Regions from separate parts of the Gossypium hirsutum genome. Here regions 2 and 3 are each linked to region 1. Evidence: chromatin contacts called from public Hi-C data. All regions are on one chromosome and are shown on one strand. The core of a region is the stretch at or near the end of the contact, and the rest is flanking DNA. Distances in the headings are between cores, read along the strand shown.

Region 1 (2,862 bases), core at 242-2,741:
CAAGTCAAGAAGTGTACATTAGACCACATATTTGCCAGGTGAAGACGAAAAGATCACAGAACTAAAAGGCACAAGAACTTTCATAGCAAATCAAATAACAGGAACCGAAGTTATATAAGTAAAAGAATAAGACGAAGAATTAGATATAGATATAGATGATTATCATGGATGGAAAATAAGCGTAAGAAATAGATATAGATGATTATCATGCATGTAAAACAGGAATCTCCTTAACACCATTCACAAAAACAGAAAATGCCTCAAAATGCTATAGCGAAAGCGAATAGCAGTAAGCAAAATTCTGAAGATAAAATGGATTCTAACAAGCATGGATTTGAAGGCTAAAGAAAGACCGTTGAGAAAACACCTAAGACAAATGAAGCTTCATTGCAAAATAGCCAAACAAAAGAAAATGATAATATAACAAAACAAGGGAGATATCAGGATTTGAAAAATCAAAAGAAAACAAAAATGAAGACAAAGAATTAAACATAATATACCTGATTGTAATTCAAAGCCTCGGCGATAGGATCCATAGCAGCGAGCGTACCGACTGGCTTGCCTTTGTAATATACGTAAGATTTTTGTAGTCCCTCCCACGCTTCTTCCAACATCGCACCGTTTTCTGTACTCCCTAGAGGACTATCGACGGATCTGACCGCAGGCAATAAACTGTCGAGTTCCAAGTTCTCGAGACTCGAACCTACGCTAGGAGACGGCTTCAGTGACATCTGCGCCACGTTTGCATTATTGGATTTGGATATGTTCTCGTTGCTCTGCACTCTCAACGTCTTCATCGGCTTATCAAGTTTGTCAGTCGATTCATTTTCTTCCTCCAATTTGGATGACTCTTCTTTTCCGATTGTGTCTTGAAATATTTCTGTTGATATTTTTGGACTCTCTCGCTGGTTTGATTCTAGAGAAGTCTTTCCATTATCCGTCCATTTTACATTTTCAGTTTGCGAAGCTTCCTCAGGAGATTCAAGAGCTTCTTCCTCTTCATTTTGTGAACACAGGGATTTCTCGGTAATTTTAGACTTCTCAAACATGATAAAATCAAAAGATTTCTCACTCGCGTCGTCAGCTCCTTTCTCCGTGGTAGTCTCCGAAGGTTGTTCTTCGATAGGCGTCACGGTGCACTCTCCTTCGTGTTTAAGAACGATAAAAAAGTCAGCCGATTTCACCTCTTTTTCCGATGAATCTCCAAGTCCTTTCTCACTATCTCCGACTGAAAGAGTAAAATAAAGCGCAGGAACCGCCTCTGCTTCCTTTACATCTTCTAAAAGATCACACGGAGCTCTCAAAGTTGACATTCTTAAAGAAGAGAATCAAATATCAGCAGCACAATTGCACAATATACCTTTCTCAGGTCTTCCTCTTCGTTTCGTAGAAACTGAAACTGCTGGAGAGAATAGTGAGATACGGACAAAGAAAATAATGCAAAAATGGATCAGAGATGGAAGCCTAAAGGGCGTGAGCGATTGGGTACCGAATTGTGGTTCGTTTTGGAGGCTGGAAAAAAAATTTTAAAGTGTGGAAGTTGTTTTAGAATAGGTCTCAATACTTAGTTTATCTACGAAATTGCCCCTCGTCATTTCGTGCCCTGGGTGACAAGTTGGAAGTTCATAATGTACGGGCGTTTTAGAGATTAACAAAATTGTTTGTGAACTTCTTTCAGTTTTTGGTGGCGAGAGGAGTTATCGTGGGACCTTGGAGGCCGTTGGCTTTGGGCGCCAAAGGGAACACAAACAAACCCATAAACTCTTCCATTTTCTAAAAAATTAAAACAGATAAAAATTTTAAAAAATAAATTTATTAAAAAATTATTTTTCGATGAAAGTATAAGATTTTATAAAATTGCATTTAAAAATTCCTAAAATTGTAGAAAATAATTAAAATTTTATAAAAAAAGAATAAAATAAAATTTGAAACCCATGAACTTTAGGGTGGGTTTGGATGGGCGGTGCGTTGACCTGCGGTTAGTGTAAAAACAGCGGTGGAGGTGAGATTAGATACTGTAGCGATACTGTAGCGTGAGAGAAAAAGTAAGCTAAACGCACCGCACCGCACCCAATCGCCCATCCAAACTCACCCTTAGTCACCTTAGATGTTGTTTACAGTTTGAATGTTGCTTATGTCTGGAAACGAAGTGCACTACACACTTGTGCATCACAGATTTGACTGGAACCTCATCTCTATAGAAGTTATAAAATAGCTCTTCATGTGTCTATTAATGCATGGTATGAATGGAAATTGATAAAAATGAGGGATAGAATCGAAAGAGGTCAGTTCACCCATTTTAAGGTCAAAAGTTGGACAGGTAGAGAGAGTCAGGATTATTGCTTAGTGAATTAGGGTTTTGAGTGGAGAGGAATCCCTTTACTAAGTGGTATCTTGGGGTACTTATAGGAGGGGTAAGGGCCTAATGGAGGGTCCAACCAGGTCCAAATTGGGGGATATAACAATAGTCCCCCTCCTAGTCGAGAGATAGGTTAGAAAGTGACCATGCCTCGAGACTATTTGTAGGCCACCCCTGTAGGTAGTAGTTGTTGTAAAAAAAATGGGTGGTAAGTTATAGGGAACGTACCCAAAAATTGTCTTGTACTTTTATGGAGGATACAATTATTGGCCCTACGACTTGGGAATATATGGTGTCTTGTGAGGCTATTGAAATTCATTTGTACCCTTAATAATGCATTGGCAGATGGTGTTTCTATTCATGGTTGGTTCGTTTAAGTTTTCTTTTTGATTTAATGGGTGGTATGCTCATTGGCCCGGCAATCTGAAAATGCATAAAATATACCCGAGCGGTGCAATTGTCAATATAGAGGGATTAAATTTATTCGATGGAGACATGGCATA
Region 2 (2,700 bases), core at 36-2,535, 140 kb before region 1:
TTTTAAGAGAAAAATGGTTTAGAAAATGGAAATGATTTTGTCTAGAATTATAAATGAACTTATGAGCTGCAAATAAAGATCTAAAAGAACAGACTTACATTGTTAAAATATGGTGTCAGTTTTAATAAATGAACTTTTCTAGAATTTAAAGATTTAATTTTTAATTTTTAATTTTTTTAATTTTCATATTTTTAAATGTAAAAGTCTTAATCTAATTATTTTCATAGGTAGCTTAAATCAACATGTTAAATTAATACGTTTTGACAAAAAAAAAACTTATAATTTTAATTATTGAACTGAAATTTTAAATAAAAACTCAAATGATTAAATTTTTTTTTTTTCAAATATGAGGACTAAATCTTAATTTTTATCAAAATACAATAACAGCATATTTTAATCTATGAGGGCTAAAAGTGAACAACTTTATTTACCATTTCACGTGATGTAAATTTTTATATTGTTTTTTTATTTTTCACTACCCAGTTGGTGTACAGAAGAGTAACAAACATTATTTTGCTTTTTTGATTTGTTATTTTATAAGACGAAGATTTGATTGTATTATATACCTTCGAACTTTCGATTTAGTCGATGAAAACTTAAATCAATAGAAATCTTGTTTGGTTGACATTTTCATTTTGATTTTACTTTCTTGTAAACAAGTAACTAAAGCAAAATAAAATACGATAAGCAATCACAAAAGTAGCAAATTACTGTGTTCGTAAACTGCATAAAGCAATAGGCTTAAGATCTCATATATATATATATATATTATATTTTCATTCCATTTAACGCATATTTTTGTCGTGGAACTGGGAACATGGCTAATTGATACTCAGGGGGAAAAACCAATATATATATATTGAAAAGGAAAGAATCATACTCGACAGACAACCCAACTAAAGGACGAACAATTTACATTTCAAGGCAATCATTTTGATTCTGATGTTATGTATTCGACATGGTGGACGGTATTAATTGATCACGCGCCGTGTATGACGGATCCCAAATTTCAAAAGAGATTATATTTTATAAAAAAACTATATAGATTTCAATTTTAAAAACGATACCTCAAGATTCAAATCTTGAATAAATTATAAAATAAATAAAGAAGAGAAAATCCAATTAATAAGTTCAAAATTGACCCAATTAGTTGAGTAAACCCAAAGTGAACACCTAATTAGATAGATTAAACAAATAATCCTTACGGTTTGCCACGATGAGAAGGGCAGATAGGGAGGAAAGGTGGTTGTGTTACGCGAGAAAATTTCAACAGAAAATATAATATTGGTCATATAATTCATTAAAGGTAGCGCAAGAGACAAGCGGTTCTGGGACCATACGGACCCCCCTTCATTTACCACCAGTCAAATCCGCACATGCAAAATTCATATTCGATCGAATATACTTATTTAATATATTAAATTATAAAAAAATTTAATTTTTTGATTTATGTTAAAAATTATTTATAGTTTATGCTGCATCAGTGAATAATAACTTTATACTTCTTCGTTACATAAAACAAAAAATAGTGAAAAGGCTTATATATAAAGTTATTAATATTTATTTACAAGTCATTCATTTTTTTGTTTAATTTAATGATGATTTATTATGTTATTATTCAATTGATAGCATATGAGACTCATCTACCGACTATACATAAAATATTATTCCTTAAATTATAGTACACTAACGATGTAATTGAGAAAAAATTCGGAATAATTATATTTATAAAAATTAAAGGGAGAATGCTTGATGCACCTTTGATTTATAGATCTCATGCACAATTAATTAATAATAAGATGACACATCATTATTGCTGTAAAAAAGAAAAAAAACACATAGTGAATTGTTTAAAAAATAAAGTTAATTATAATTATTAAACATAAATAAATACAAATACATCAACCTCGAGATCAGAAACTTGAAATCAAACATCCAATGTTCAAAACCTGAAACTCAAAAGAACAACAAAAAAAATTAAAATTTATATTTAATTATGTTTGAACAAAGTTAATATTTTTATTTTTATTTTTTAAGTCTTTCAATATTTTTTTATTTTACACTAAGGATAATGTGTCATCTTATTATTAACTTATGGTACATGAAATCTATACACTAATAATGCATTGTATATTAATCCAAAATTAAACGATGCTTTGGTTAAAATGATAAAATTTATAATGTGTTTAATTTTACTTTCGGGATAACATAATGTTTGGTTTGAACTTTTTCTATGTAATTTTTTTATTGATTTATAAAAATATATAAAAAATAAAAACACTTATAGTAAATTTATTTTATAAAAAATAATAGGTTCATCGGCACCTTGACCTTTACCACAAGGCCGTAGATTTCTCCCTCGTTCAACTTAGCTTTCTTCGATAAGTTCAACACGCAGTTCCATATTTCTCGTTTGACATTTCGAAATTTTGGATGTTGAATCTTATATATAAGAGCCTATCCTAGTGGATAAAAATAGGTTTACGTTTGGCCATAAGCCATTCCACATGGATGCTACAAAATTTCCATCCTCAATTAATTAAAAACTTAGTCTATTTGAAGACGACTGGTGCAATGTAGGACTTGCTTGGCATGTTTAGTAGCCCAATTTACTTCTAACCAAGTACATAAATGCACAACATGAAAGCTATCCATATTATTTGGATATCTTGGAATTTCTCAGATCATATTGAACTGTTG
Region 3 (2,916 bases), core at 21-2,520, 220 kb before region 1:
TCTTTCAAGTTCTGCATTTTTTATTACATAAAATGCTGAACAACTCCAAGGGGAACTGCTCTTTCTAATTAATTTTTATTAAGAAGGTCTTGTATTTCTTTTCTACAAAATTCTTCCATTTCTTTGTTCATTTGTATTGGTCTTGCTTTTGTGGGTATTTGTCTTTCATCAAAATCGTTTTCGTATGGTAATGTTACTTCATGTTTCTTTCTATTCCAAAAGGCATTAGGAATGTCAGAGCAAATTGTTGATTCTATTTCCTTTTTGATTTGATCTATTCTTTTTTGTATTTCTCTTTTTCTTAATTGTTCATTTAATTTTTTAAAACATATTTCTTCTTTTAGGAAAGAGATTTGCTTCTGTTTGTAATTAATTAAATTATTAATTTGTCCATTATGAATGGATAAAGATTTTAATAGGTTGAGGTTTCTTATTTTCGGTTTTTCTACAAAAGGAAATTCTACCTTAGTGTTTAAAACTTTAGTGGAGATAGAATTATTTGTTACTTTATAAGGTTTGAGTAAGGATATGAATGGGGTTCCTAATATGACATCTTGGGTAATATCTTTTACCTTTAAAAAACATGTTTAATATTTTATACCTTTGTTGGATATTTCTGCATTGGGAATTTTGTAAGTAATTTTTAATTTTTTACCATTTGCAGCCTTAAGAGATTCTGATGTTTTATTATAATATTTTGTTGGAATTATTCCTTCTCTAATGCAGTTTTGGTCTGCTCCTGTATCAAAAAGGGCTATTGTTTCTAATTGAAATTCATTATTTATGACAATATTTATTTTTATTAAATATCTTTGAATAGATACTTCAGTTAGAACCATCATATATTCTTGTGTATTTTCTTCAGGTTCAGGTTCAGTTTCTGATGAACTTTTTTCTGAGGTTTCGTCTTTTAAAGATCTAATTTGTTCCTTCATTTCTTGTTGTTCTATTTTAAGCTGAGAAAGTTCTGATTTAATCTGTTTTATTTCCAACTGTAGATATTTTGGTAGATTCCACAATTTGCTTAAGTTTAAGAAGAAATATATTAAAAAAATATTTTTGAATTATATGAGCTTGCGCTTTGAACCAAGCTTAATTTATTTAAAGTTAAACATTCTTCTATTTATTATTTCACATTTATAAAGCAATTTTAGTTAAAATAATAAAAACAACCTTTTAATATTTTCTAAATGTTACATATTTTCATATTTTTAAAATTTTCAATTGTTCAAGAATATAAAGTGCAGGGAAAAAGGAAGTAGACTTGGAAATGTAGCAAGGAATATAAAAGTGGCCTTCAATATGTAGTTTCCGTGCCTTTTCCCTTGGAAAATTCCAACTTTTTTTTTTCTTCTTATTTGTCTTCTCATTGTCTTTGGCCAACAACGCTTAGGATCCTTAGCTTGATCAACTTCCTTTGCCTCGTGATGGTGGATTTAAATTCCAAACTTCCCAAAGAAATTAGGAAAAACAACCAAGGAAACTTGTACATCAAAGATGGTCAATTTCACATTCATATCCGAAATTAAAATCACAAGAGCAAATGAGATAGTGACCTTAAAAGTATTTAATGTGTAAGTCAATTTAGCCAGGGTTGTTAGAGCCGACGATTCGTTGAACCAATAACATTAATCCAAGCTGCTAAGAACCCAGAGGCTTAAAAATGGGGGGTCAACCATAAGTAAGTTGCTCCGTGAGCAGTGTTACATTATCAGATGCAAAGAAGAAAGGTCAAAAATGGGTCTTCTTACAAATAGAGTTGAGAGGAATGAGATCAAACCAGGAGATCATATTTACACTTACAGAGCTGTTTTCGCTTACTCTCATCATGGTATCTTTTCTCTCCTTCTTTTTCTTGAGTTTTGGACATCGGAAATTTATGGGTTTCTTCTTTTCTGTAAAAAAAAGGACTTGGAAACTTTTTGCCTTGTGATCTGGGTATTCATCTAGGTTTCTGAGTTTCAATTTTTTTTTAAATTCGTGGTTCCGTTTTGCTTGCTTCAGTTTACTTCCTTTTTTCTTGTAGATTTTACTAAATGTTCGAAAATTTTCCATGTCTCAATCTTGCAATTCTTATTCTTTTGATCTTTTTGGCTATTTTGTACCAATAATATTCTGGGTCTTGGTAACACACAGGTAAAAGTTACCCCTTTTTTCATGAAGAGGTGAAATTTTACTCCAAAATCTCTGAAACTGAAAATGGTCTTATAAACTAAGATACCTTTCCTTGTCATTGTGCCGTAGAATGTCTAGGATTGACATGACGACATCCTTTATTTTCTGTCAGAGGTTTTAAGTTTTTCTTTTCTTCGTTTGCGACAAGTAATGGTTCTGAGGGGTAATATTTTAAGATGAAGAGAGCTAATAGAAAACTTTAAACCCTTTCTGAACCTGGGGAATGGAGTGGAAGATAGATAATATGGTGGTCTCTGTCTTAAGCTACAGGAATGTTATCATTGGCCGTTGATGCTTTTTGCATTTTCTTTTGAATCAAGATTGGCCTTTGTCAAATTAGCTATGTAAAGTGTTCTATAGAAAGTAATTGTTACAAAGGCCACACAGTTACTTGGTTATGTCGTTGAGCAATCAAATACTGTCTTGTTACTATGATGAAGTTCATTCACTAGCTTTATTTTCAAAAGTCTACAGTTCTTAGCTTGAAAAAGTTATGAGGACAATAAGTCTCGGCCACTATCCCACAGCCAGAATCCTAAATGTTGCACCTATTCTTATATTTGTTTCTATCTTTCCTTTCTTCTTGTTCAGAAGTTGCATTGTCACGAAAGATTCGAAGTTCCGATCCCAATCATGCATCTCTTAAGCCACAAAATTTTAGGTCCATTCTTTTTGTTCTATAGGTTAACTGCTAAAACTTGAAATGGTAGCTGATATTCTTGGACTCCATTTCTAGGTGGT

Evidence for each region. A called contact is a pair of places that touch in the nucleus more often than the background predicts.
Region 2: a Hi-C map of leaf shows a contact between it and region 1, with 2.3 times the contacts expected there. The contact joins the enhancer-like site here to the promoter of LOC107900952 in region 1. A contact is called at or near these places in 3 of 34 Hi-C or Micro-C datasets (fibers and leaf).
Region 3: a Hi-C map of leaf shows a contact between it and region 1, with 2.3 times the contacts expected there. The contact joins the promoter of LOC107900955 here to the promoter of LOC107900952 in region 1. A contact is called at or near these places in 5 of 34 Hi-C or Micro-C datasets (anther, fibers, leaf and 1 more).

The regions. Positions count from the first base shown.
Region 1 is chrD08:49,147,819-49,150,680 of Gossypium_hirsutum_v2.1, forward strand. It overlaps LOC107900952 (probable alkaline/neutral invertase F), which reads right to left and starts at 1,492. Exons shown (of 5, transcript XR_005916764.1): 1 at 501-1,492.
Region 2 is chrD08:49,011,641-49,014,340 of Gossypium_hirsutum_v2.1, forward strand. No RefSeq gene overlaps it. Among protein-coding and RNA genes, the nearest start is that of LOC121220570, 10 kb to the right of the region's middle. Within about 2 kb of position 1,286, at least 3 of the 9 cell types and tissues checked have an H3K27ac peak or open chromatin away from gene starts, as enhancers often do. A contact at or near this core is called in leaf, where this site is marked.
Region 3 is chrD08:48,925,159-48,928,074 of Gossypium_hirsutum_v2.1, forward strand. It overlaps LOC107900955 (protein LEAD-SENSITIVE 1), which reads left to right and starts at 1,271. Exons shown (of 2, transcript XM_016826756.2): 1 at 1,271-1,831. The coding sequence starts at 1,738.